4 separate regions of the Mus musculus genome follow, and all the other regions are linked to region 1. Evidence: chromatin contacts called from public HiChIP or PLAC-seq data. All regions are on one chromosome and are shown on one strand. The core of a region is the stretch at or near the end of the contact, and the rest is flanking DNA. Distances in the headings are between cores, read along the strand shown. Region 1 has its middle 31 kb from the start of 2210406O10Rik. Region 2 overlaps Afap1 (actin filament associated protein 1). Region 3 overlaps Afap1 (actin filament associated protein 1). Region 4 overlaps Sorcs2 (sortilin-related VPS10 domain containing receptor 2).

Evidence for each region. HiChIP or PLAC-seq counts read pairs in DNA pulled down with a chosen protein or histone mark.
Region 2: an H3K4me3 HiChIP or PLAC-seq map of embryonic basal ganglia shows a contact between it and region 1, with 3 times the contacts expected there. The contact joins two enhancer-like sites. A contact is called at or near these places in 2 of 115 datasets of contacts at active chromatin or transcription factors (embryonic basal ganglia and epiblast stem cells) and 1 of 9 other capture datasets (embryonic stem cells).
Region 3: a contact with region 1 is called in an H3K27ac HiChIP or PLAC-seq map of large pre-B cells, with 4 times the contacts expected there. The contact joins two enhancer-like sites. A contact is called at or near these places in 1 of 484 Hi-C or Micro-C datasets (embryonic stem cells) and 1 of 115 datasets of contacts at active chromatin or transcription factors (large pre-B cells).
Region 4: an H3K4me3 HiChIP or PLAC-seq map of embryonic basal ganglia shows a contact between it and region 1, with 4 times the contacts expected there. The contact joins two enhancer-like sites. A contact is called at or near these places in 1 of 15 datasets of contacts at CTCF or cohesin (large pre-B cells) and 2 of 115 datasets of contacts at active chromatin or transcription factors (embryonic basal ganglia and large pre-B cells).

Annotation. Positions count from the first base shown.
Region 1 is chr5:36,432,961-36,435,727 of GRCm38.p6, reverse strand. No RefSeq gene overlaps it. Among named protein-coding and RNA genes, the nearest start is that of 2210406O10Rik, 31 kb to the left of the region's middle. Within about 2 kb of position 1,422, at least 15 of the 459 cell types and tissues checked have an H3K27ac peak or open chromatin away from gene starts, as enhancers often do. A contact at or near this core is called in embryonic basal ganglia, where this site is marked.
Region 2 is chr5:35,952,805-35,955,571 of GRCm38.p6, reverse strand. All of the region lies in intron 6 of Afap1 (actin filament associated protein 1), which reads right to left. Among named protein-coding and RNA genes, the nearest start is that of Afap1, 61 kb to the right of the region's middle. Within about 2 kb of position 1,366, at least 40 of the 459 cell types and tissues checked have an H3K27ac peak or open chromatin away from gene starts, as enhancers often do. A contact at or near this core is called in embryonic basal ganglia, where this site is marked.
Region 3 is chr5:35,972,591-35,975,357 of GRCm38.p6, reverse strand. It overlaps Afap1 (actin filament associated protein 1), which reads right to left. Exons shown (of 17, transcript NM_027373.2): 10 at 759-970. Among named protein-coding and RNA genes, the nearest start is that of Afap1, 81 kb to the right of the region's middle. Within about 2 kb of position 1,342, at least 113 of the 459 cell types and tissues checked have an H3K27ac peak or open chromatin away from gene starts, as enhancers often do.
Region 4 is chr5:36,039,694-36,042,460 of GRCm38.p6, reverse strand. Sorcs2 (sortilin-related VPS10 domain containing receptor 2) reads left to right here. Exons shown (of 27, transcript NM_030889.2): 14 at 262-369. Among named protein-coding and RNA genes, the nearest start is that of Gm52811, 44 kb to the left of the region's middle. Within about 2 kb of position 1,325, at least 59 of the 459 cell types and tissues checked have an H3K27ac peak or open chromatin away from gene starts, as enhancers often do. A contact at or near this core is called in embryonic basal ganglia, where this site is marked.

The sequences.
Region 1 (2,767 bases), core at 173-2,672:
CCTGCTGACCCTGCCTCTCCACTGTCTTTCATGCAGAATAGTCTGCACCCTGAACATCCTCCATGCCCTGCCCAGAATTCCTTTTGTTACAAGCATTTATGGAGTGCTGTGGACAGGCCTTGTGGATGACATTCTAAAATCCCATAGCGAGGGACTCAAGATAGATCCTCTTTGCTGCTCTGGCTGGATGTGAAACACAGCTCCTGTCCTTCCTCTGGGGCTCAACCCAAGAGCCATCCCAGTCACTACAGCTCTCCTCCCTGTCTCCTTGGTGAGGGGCAGCCTGTGGCTTGGAGAAGAACCAGATAGCCAGGGTTTGGGTCCAGGTTGAGACTGACAGCTGCAGGAGTAGGAACAAGGCCAGTCAGTGTCCCTGGGTGTCACTGCCAGCATCCAATGCTCAGAGCAGCGCTCACTCACCAGTGCCTCACCTTCGCTGCCTCCCATTGAGCTTGGGACCTTCTCTGCAGGCACCTGCACAAGCAGAGCCTAACGGGTATGGGATGGCCCACTAGGCTGGCATGGAGAATGCACCCTGGCCCCCTTGGAGAGTCCCACATCACTTCCTTGGCTCTGCGGCACTCAAAGACTGACATTGCAGGCAGTGGCAATGGGTTCAATGCCAAGCTGAGGGGCCCAGGGCTGACTCTGGGTGGGCATGTAAAGCCAGGAATGCTTGAGAGTATGGTCTTACCTTAGTTTTCACATGACAAAGAGCAGGCTACAGAGTTGAGCAAAATGAACGGGGACCTCTCAACCAGTGGGGCTCCCCAGGTAGATATTTTGGGAGAAAGCTAGTGCAGAAACACAGGGATGGGGTTTGCGACCTCCCAACCCCAAACACAGGGTCTGGTTATACCTGCCTTCCCACCTTAGCACAAAGCCTACAACGGTCTTTGTGCACTGGCTTGTGCAGCCGGTCCCCTGGGGGCCAATGCAGCTGGCATTGATTGACAGCCCTAGGAGACAGTCTGCAGTCAGTCTGAACCAACACAGGACTTCATTTGAAATTCAAATTCTGCTAAACAGAAAATTAATATGAATCTCATGTTTTTCTTTTCGCAGGCCCAGCTGTGCCTCTGCCAGCCAGCGTGGCTGCCGCACGCAGTCCTGTTGTCCCCAGCACAGCCTGTGCTCCCTCTAAGTGAGGAGGAAAGGTCTCCCCTCTGTGTTCTCATTCTGTAGGTAAGACATCAGGACCCCGATACAGCCAGCCTCAACCCAGAACCCCAACACAGACGACTTACCCAGAGAAGGTACAGAAGATGGACTTAGAGGCAGACTCCTGGGGTTGCTTAGCAAGAGGCCTGGGAGAGCTGCCTGGGTGGAGCCCCTGGGATTGCTCACCTGGTCTGCTCTGAGGACAGAGGGGAGCTGGGAGGAGTTTGCCAGGCCTGACAGCAGAGCTGGGGAATCCACTGGACCATTGCAGAAGGCAGGAACCTCCTTTTTGCCATAGACTTACAGTTCTCATGGGGGCATGTCCTGCTATCCCTCACCTCTCCTTATGCCCGTGCGACAAGATCATGACCAGGTTTCCACTTCTGGTCTAATCTCCTCTCCACTCAGCCCTTTCCAGATCATCCAAGTCTCTCTCTCTCTCTCTCTCTCTCTCTCTCTCTCTCTCTCTCTCTCTCTCTCACACACACACACACACACACACACACACACACACACACACACACTCTGCCCCTGTATTCAGGAACCCTTAGTGTCTCTCTCTGTCCCCGGAGCAGCTAGAGGACATTTTAGTGGTGAGCATGAGCTGTGGCTTCAAATCTTGACTCAGTCACTTCATTAGCAGTCACTCTGGTGAGTGTCACAGCCACTTTGAACTTGTTTCCTAGTCAATGAAGTGGGGATTGGAGCCCTTGCCTTGCAGCAGTTTGGGGGTTGGGTGTGGCGGTATATGGGAGGCAGGTGAGAACTGGTTGGAAAAGTGTCTATCTGCCTTGAGGGCTCTGGGGGCAAGGATTAGGGACAGAGCCTCCTTCTGTGTTTGTCTCCAGTGAAGCCCCATGCCTGCACAGAGCAGTGCTCATTGCTGAGTAGGTGTCAGGTCAGTGATGTCTGTCAGAATCCCTTCTTACTGTCATTTACCTGTAGGGGACAGAACAGGATTGCATAGTGTCTGGGTGTGGGCACAGCTATTAGGGTTGCTGGGACTTCTAGAATAGTGTAAGATCTAGCTAGCTTGTGGACTTCTTGCCTTGGTCCTTGATAGATAGAAGCTTCTAACGTTTCCACCAAGTGATCATGTGGGTCGGTGCTAGCATCTGTGTGCTCCCTTTGGATGTGAGCATCCTTGCATTCTGAGGATGCTTGGACATCAGGCACTTGTACAAAGCTGAGTTCTGCTTGCTGGAGCCTTTGTCCATGTGTGAGTTGGGCTATGCTTTGCCGTTCTATTAATATTGGCTATGATATGGTTGCAATTTGTTCCCCAGTGACTTACCTTACTTGCTGGGAGCTCACTCCTCAGTGTGGTGACCATTAAGAGGATCCAACTGTGGCAGGATGTTCACTGGGGGTGTTCTCCTGGAAGAGATGAATGTAGTTCTGATGGGCCCTTGAAAGAAGGCCAGCCCCTCTCTGTTCTCTGGCTCTCTGTTCCACTATGAACACTCTCTTTCCTGCACAAGCACCTGCCATGTTCCATCTACTATGAGGTTGCCACCAGAAGTCAAAGCCACTTAACCTTGGGCTTTCCTAAACAAACCTTCTTTGCTTATGTCTAATTTAGCCAGGGGCATTTTGTTATAGCAAC
Region 2 (2,767 bases), core at 117-2,616, 480 kb after region 1:
CCCACTTCTATGATGTAAAAGGAAATGAAGGATGGAGGCTCATACCCATCATCCCATCCCCCTCCGCTTCTCCTTGTCCCTTCAAGAGAATCAGGAGTTCGTGGTTCTAGACACCAAAACAGAAGTTCCCTGAGCAGGGAGAGTTAGCAAGGGCATGTCTCAATCCTATCAGCATAGGGCAGCATTTAGAAAAATACAAAGCAAAAATAAATAAATAAATAAAGTCTTTCAGGTTCCCAACAAATACGAATGATTCAGAGTCGTGTTTTTAAAACCTCCAGCCCCTCTGCAGCTCGGCAGGGAAAAGCACCCACTGTACAGACCTGACAAACTGGGTTCAAGCCCAGGGTCCCACAGTGGAAGAAGAGAAATTACGTTGTCCTCTGCCCTTCAGCATGCCCACCACCACATATGAACACACACAATATAATAATAATAATTACAATAGTTAAAATCACGGTTCTGATAAAGTAACTTGTCCAGTGGTGGATGTGGAAGGAGCTAGACTATCTTAGGCTCTGCTAGGCTGAGACAATTAGGATCCTATGGCTGATACCTTTTTGTCATTGACTCATTAGCATATATTAATGTTAATGATACACAATAGATTTCTTAGTGAGCGCGTGTCACACATGTAGATAATTTTTGCCATAGTCACCCTGTTGCCTCCTCTTCCCCTCCCCAGCTGGCCCTTCTCTTCCTAACTTGCCCCACATCTGTTTTTTACCTTGGGACCTAGTGAGTTTTATCAGGGTTAGTTACAGAAGCTTGCATAGTGACTCACAGGCGCAGAGGCATGGGACCAGTGGCTCATCACTGAAGAAAATGTCCCTCCCTCCTGGGGCAACCATTAACTGCTTAAAGATCCTCAGAAAAAAAAGAGTTCGGTACCACACCCTTCCCATGGGCAGACCTTAACTATAATCCCTCAAGGGGGAGTGGGGCCTTGTGAGCCCCCCACCCTACTTCTGGATTATCCAGTCTTCCCACCCACTCCTCCACAATGCTCCCTGAGTTTGGGGGGAGCACTCCTTAGGGCTGAGTGCTGGGTAATCATTTTGACTTTCATGGGTAGACCTCCTCAAGCTCTGCTACTGCAGGAGTAAAAGAGCAAACATTAAAACAGAGCAATCAATTCAAACTCCTCAGAAAAAGATCTCTCTCGCCTGGTATCATTTACATCCCTTGTAAGAAATACACTAAAATTAAACTCCTCGCAATTAACTACCATTCATGAGTGGAGTCGTCATGCTGTAATTAGCTAAGCGCCTCTGTTTGCAAGTAGCTCGCACAGGGGGGAGGGAGGATATGAGGTCATTTCAGTCCATCAGCATCTTGAAACGTGTTGTTTCTCTGGTCTGTTCGCCAGCTGCTCAAGGCCTCGGAGTGACTTCATGTCAGATGTGAAGCAGTTAGAAGGGAGCTGGGAGTTTAGCACGCTGCAGACCAGAGGGTGAGCGGGAGCCACCATGGTTCAAGCCATTCCTACCCAGCGCTCCTTAAGGAACAGAGAACACCAAGCATGGAAGGAGAGTCCAGGCAGCCAGGAGAGGAACCCAGAGAAAGAAAGAGCCACCAGGAAGGCCGCCCACTGCACAACTGCCCCCTCTCTCCTTTAGTGAACGGACAGGCTAAGACCACAGGAGGGGGTAGAGGGAGCGATGAGGCGGACTGGGGAGCATGATACGAGGTTCACAAAGAACCAATAAAAAGGTTTTAAAAATTAGTTTTAAAAAACAAATTACAGGAGGAAGGATAAAAAGAGGGAAGGGCCAGCTGTCCATCACTCAAAAGCGAAGCCTCCATCAAGCCAGAAAACCGACCTTGATGCCTAGATGGACCACGGTAGATCATCACAATGAGCTACACAATGGCCTAAGACTCGACCTCTTGGGCATCAAATGAAACTACAAGCAGTGTCAGGATGAGGAAGCACGAGTGTCTGGGGTGAGAAGGGTGAGGACCCACATAAAAAAAGCTGGGTGCAACATCGTGTGCTTGTAACCCCAGCTCTGGGGAGGCAGTGAGATGGATCCCTGAGGCTCACTGGCCAGCCAGCCTAACTATCTCTGTGAGCTAGGGCAGTGGCAAGGAGGAGGCCCTGTCTCAGAAAAGTGAGGCAGATGGCACCTGAGGAACAGGAACAGCATCTGAGATTGTCCTCTGCTGCCGCCATATGTGTGTGCATTTCTCTCTCTCTCTCTCTCTCTCTCTCTCTCTCTCTCTCTCTCTCTCTCTTCTCTTCTCTTCTCTCCCTCCCTCCCTGTCTCTGTGTATATCTCTCTCACACATACAGGCACACACACACATGCACACGCACACGCACATGCACATACACAGAGGCAGCATGAGTCAATCAGACGCCCATGCCTCTGTAAACCTCAAAGGCTCTGGAGGGCCTGCATTGATATGGATCAGCCTGCAGCACAGTGAGGCTCTCCTTCTCACAAACTCCCAGAAGAGATTCCGGAGCCTGAGGCTTACATGGGAGGAACCCAGAAAAAAAATCCTCCCCAGCCTGAATGTCACAATTTCAGGCAAGCCACAGGCCACTGCTGACACCACAGCCGCTGCTGACAGAGTGGAACAGGCCACCTCTGTGTGGTTCTCTGGGCGGCCCACAAAGCATCATTGTGGGCCTGGAGTCTGACTGTGTGCTCCTGGGGGCCATGGGGAATCGAGGTTCACGGTTCCCCAGATACAGTGGATGACAGTTCACCTTGCCAGATTTTACAATCAGCTGGGACACAACTGTGGGCATCTGTGT
Region 3 (2,767 bases), core at 93-2,592, 460 kb after region 1:
CTAACATGTGGAGAGCTTTCCAAAGGACAAGCGAAGGAAACAGTCCTATGTACCTGAGTAGCCTATGCTTAGAAGAAGTATTTTAATGGAGATTTTTTTTCCCCCACAAGGTATTGCCTGCCTAGGCACTTTGAAAAAGTGGGCTCAACGGTTAACGGTTAAGGTGGTTAAGGTGGTGAGTTCAAATCCCAGCAACCACATGATGGCTCACAACCATCCATAATGAAATCTGATGCCCTCTTCTGGGGTGTCAGAAGTCAGCTATAGGGAGCAAGCAGGGCCAGAGTGAGAAGAAAAAGTGTCTGAAGACAGCTACAGTGTACTTACATATAATAAATAAATAAAAATAAATAAATCAGAAAGAAAGAAAGAAAGAAAGAAAGAAAGAAAGAAAGGAAGGAAGGAAGGAAGGAAGGAAGGAAGGAAGGAAGGAAGGAAGGAAGGAAGAAAGAAAGAAAGAAAGAAAGAAAGAAAGAAAGAAAGAAAGAAGAGAAAAGGTGGCCTGTTATTTGGAGCTAGGCATTTAGCTGTGGCAAGCAAAGTTGTCATGCATGATGCTCTTGGAAGCCTGTATCATCCATGACTCTCCAAAAGAGAAACCCTGAAGACAACGTAAAACAGAATTAGCCAAGGGAGGGAAGGGGCTGGATCAAAATCAGTCCCTACAGGGAGCTAGGGTCTTCTGCAGAAGACCTAATCATGCTGTTGACAGAATCTGTGTACACCTCTCTGGATAGCAGCCCCAGGGAAGCCCATACCTCTAGAACAGCCACCTCCTGTCCGTTTCGAAGCAGCCGGAAGGTCAACGGGTGCTTAGAATCCAGGCCCGGGATCACCTCGCAGCCACGGAGGGGGATGGAGACGAGGTGGGTCTTCAGGTCAGCCCTGTCCTTGTGGAGAATGAGTTTGCTGTCCTTCACTCTGCACCAGCGCTCCCGCCAGCGGCTGTTAGAGAGCACATTCAGGTAGCCTGCAAGGAGAGGATGCCACAGCTCAGGCTCCCGAGGAAGCCACGTCCCTTGTCTGTGGTCTTTTACAGAGTGCACGAAACACACGCTCACATCCAGGTTTTAAATGCTCATAAAGAGATAAGAGTCATTATTACACAGCTGCCTTTCAACGGGACCTGGAGGCTCTTCCCCGGACAGAACCCACTGCACGGTATCAGGACCAGTTTCATCTCCTTGGTGTCTACACGGGAACCAGGAAACCGCCTTGAGACAGTGACAGTGGACATGGGGTGGCGAGGAGGGGCTGACAGCTGCCTGCACATAACGGAAGAGAAATCACATGCAAGACGACCCAGCTGCAAACGCTGTAAGCAGAGCACGGGAGACAGAAATAAAAGTATCAGAAGATGAAAACTCTCCAGGAAGTGGGAGGCCCGGGGAGTGGTAAACTCCCCAGCGCTGGATATGTTCCAGCAAATGACGGAACGTGGCTGGTATGAGCTCCCCACCCACAGCCCAAGGCCTCCTCCTGGTCTCTATGTCCCATCCCTGCTTGGGGAAGCCAGAGTTTCATCTCCTGGAGAGACTAACCCAGATGAAAGCTGACTGTGGCATCTGTGGCAGTTGTCCTACTATGGCCTCCAACTGTCCCACTGTGCGCACACCATCTCTCCGAGACTAAGAAAGGATTAGACAGGGAAAGGGTGGCCAGCGGGTAAAAAGGAGGATAGTGGAGAAGGCTAGGTGTCGCTCAGCTTCTTCCAGGTCTTGCACACATACGTACTCAGACCCTCAGTGCTCAGATGAAGGTTTGCACACCTCTGATGAGTTTTTCTTCAAGATATATTCCCAGTGAGTACCCACATATGCAAAATGTGAGTCCTTCTCTGGCTGGGGGCCTCCTGAGTCCACACACTCTTAACACTCTAACATGCATCTCTTGCCTCGTGAGGCGAAGAATCTCTGATGTCACAGACACCAAGACAGAAGCCTGTGAGCACCAGAAAAGGGGACTCTTGTGTTCAGGCAGCTTCTAGACATTTTTCTTCAAGGGCCATCTAGGAAGGAGAAGGAAGGCATCTTCAGATGTGGGGTGCCCTACCAGAGGCCATAGCCAGACCTGATGCCTACATAAAATCAAAGACAGATAAGGGGGATTGTTCCCAGTACAGCTGCAGGTTTCGCTTGAGAAACCGCAGCTAAATGATATTATTCTTTTTAAAGGCTTTTAATGTATAGATGGGACTGTTCTGATTCATTACTGTTTTAAAAGGAAGAAGGAAAGCCCTGCTTTAAAACGCAGTCAGACGAACATCTTACTAGAACTGTTTTGAAGGCTATCAACAGCAATCAATCACGCAGAGAGCCAGGCACTAGACCTCTCTGAGTAGACGTCACCTGTATCAACAGAGCCTAAGTGTTTTCTGAGCGCACGCCCACAAACAGGATGGCAGGAAGGCCTGAAGTAACTTGATCTATTCTGGAGACATGGATCACATGTGCATGGGCTCTTTAGCCACTGTTACAGAGCCACTCTGGACGGGGAGTGGAGGCACATGCCTGTGAGCCCAGCATGCAGCAGGGAGGCTCAGAGAGATCATGAGTTCAAAGCCAACCTGGGCTATATAATAAGACCCTGTCTCAACAACAACCAAAACCAGAAACAAACAAACAAACAAAAAACTAACCAGTGTGGTAACATATATTTTCAGTACTCGGGAAGTTGGATGCAGGACATGAGTTCAAGATGAATCTGTATGACACATGATGACCTTGCCTTTAAAAACAAAAAAAGCTCTGAACTCTAGGGCATATGG
Region 4 (2,767 bases), core at 76-2,575, 390 kb after region 1:
TTCTAAGGCTCGGCTGTCCCTGCTATTCATGGGGCACAGTGCCTATGTGGTACCAGTCCTTCTCATTGCTGATTAGTCAAGGATGCCATGTGGCTGGCAGGTGGTCTTACCGGAGAGAGGGGGGATGTGGTCTAGCTGTGGCCTAGGTGTTGAGCTGTCCCAGAACTGGTCTCTGGTGGATAGGAGTCAGGCATGGGAGGTAGAACATCTTAGAAAGGAGTAAGACCATGCCGCTCTGTGGACACTGGTGGCCTTTAACAGGTTCAGCGTGGATGAGGGCCACACGTGGAGCACACACAACTTCACCAGCACCTCAGTGTTCGTGGATGGGTTGCTGAGCGAGCCAGGGGATGAGACGCTGGTCATGACGTGAGTGTGGAAGGGGACGTGGGTGAAACAGGCACATCTGATGTGAGGAAGACCACAGCACTGCCCACAGCACTGGGTGGGGGGGTGGGGTCAGAGCCACTCCCAGGAGGTGACCTCATACTGGGCCTCTGCTTCCTGCTACTAGGCCAGTGGCTCCTCCTCTCACCCTGGCTAGCAGGCACATCTGCTGCCTGCACTGGCCAGTGACAGCCAGGAAAAAAGCTGGGGAGGTGATGTAGCCTGCATGCCTCTCCCCACTCAGGGCCCCAGGGAGCATTCATAGAGTCCCATGAAGTGTCCAGAGAGCCCCATGGAGCATCCGTGACCCCTACAGAACCCCACAGAGCATCCCAGTACCTCCATGGAGTGACCACAGCCCCCTGGAATCCATACAGAATGTCCATGACCCCCCCCCCAGAAGCAGATGTAGTTCCTTCCACAGTCAGGCTGCAGTGAGAAAGCCCACTGTGGTGATGACCTCTCATCCTCCTTTCTGGGTGGCTAGCAGAAAGCCAGGGCAAGTCCTACTACAGGACACAAGTAGTATGTGTATCCCAGAAGAGCTGAGCACCAGGCATGGAAGGCTGAGATAGTCCCAGTCACCCTCTATTTAGCAGCTTGGGAGGCAAGCAGGTTGTTCTTGGTCAGGTGCTCCATGATGCTGTGGCCTTCAATGACCCTGCAGGGGATAGGGGTGGGGGCTCATGCTTCCCCAGTCTGTGTGAACTGTCTGTGTGAAGGCTGTGGTGTGGGACAGCAGGGGAGGTCAGGGCTATGGTGCTTGGTATTTGTCAAGAAAAGCAGGTGAGGAAGTCTGGGCTGGGGCAGACTCAACCTGGTTCCTTGGCCTCTTTACAAGGAGGCTGAACAGTTTGCTGGACTAAACCTGCAAAGCAAGGGCTAGCAACAAAGGCGACAGCCCTCACAGGGCTCTCAGAGCTCCAGCAAGCTGGCAGGGTTCCCAGCCTCCGCTTTCCCCAGCCCGGCCCCACCACAGGGCCATCTCTGCCCTGAGCACATCCCCTCCCCTCCTCCACCTCACTTCATCTTGTAGTCTGCATTTTGTGGCTGCTTTGGGACATTCGTGCTTTGTGCAGCCAAGGTCCTCAGATCCGGGTCTGGTCCCAAATGCAGCTTTCATCCCTGCAGCCGGCATTCATCTGGAGAAAGCTGCAAAGTTCACAGGCAGGCGCGTTCATGTTTTAAGTTTTTAAACAGCGCCACAAGGTTCCTACGAAGCCTTTCACAAGGCTGCATCTTCAAACAGCTTCCAATTTCAGTGGGCATGGAGATCATTCACGTGACACAGGCTGGCAGAATGAAAAACTTTTCTGTCTGAGCTTAGGACAGAGCCCCACCCTTATGGAACCTTTATCTTCATCCACCCAGAGGTCACATCTAAGCTGCCCAGTTACCTTGTCAGGACATTGTTCCCAGCACTGCCCACAGCACAGCACAGGACAGAGGGTCCCAGCCTTGGGCTGTACTATGAGGGCTTTCAGCCTAGCAGGGCTACAGGCCATCCCTAGGGCGGAGCCAGTAATACATTCTACAGCATGGCCCACATTTCCTGCTCTCTGCCAAGTAGTCAGTGGCCCTTTGGCCTATCCTGCTAGAACCGTTCAACTAGATAAGAGATGCCCACAGTAGGAACTAAGGTTTCTTTACAGACAGGAACTGGCATACAGAGATGGGATTAGCTGGACCAACTTGCTTCTCTGCTTGAGCTCAGAATGTAGAGTATGGGACATTCCCATACAGGAGATGCTCGGCTATCACACTCAGGCTAATTGGCCATGGTGAAGGCCAAGCCTCACAATTGTGAGCTGCCAACCCATGTATCACCCTGGGTGGGGCCCTTCCTTAGTCTTGTTCCCCTCTGAAATCTGGGGCGATCAGCATACATTCCTCACAGGATACGGTGAGCCCTAAGGAGATGGACAGAAATGTGGGAACCCCTCTCTCTAGCTGCCTGTCAAGGTGACAATGAGCTCTGACAAGAGGAACACCCATCTGAACAGCAGGTTTTCCGAGACAAGGCCACCCATGGTCTGCAGGACAGTTGGATGGGAGGAGCCAAAGCCAGTGTGCAACGCTGGTCTCAGACCAAGCTGAGCACGCCTAGCCTCCATGCATCATGGTGCTTCCTGTGCGGCTGGCCGCCCTCTGTCCCTTTCTCTGCTCAGTGGGATGCATTGCGCTGTCTGTCATGGGACCCTTTCATTCACTGTCCAAGCCTTACAGTGACTTATCTCTCTGGAGTGCCAGCCCTGCCTGGAACCAATCCCATGGTAGGCAGAGGCAGGCTGGCAGAAAGGCAAGGAGACATCAGATAATACGAGACTTGGCTCCTGCTCACCCAAAGCAAGTGTCTGGTGTGTAGGCTATGGAAAGGTCT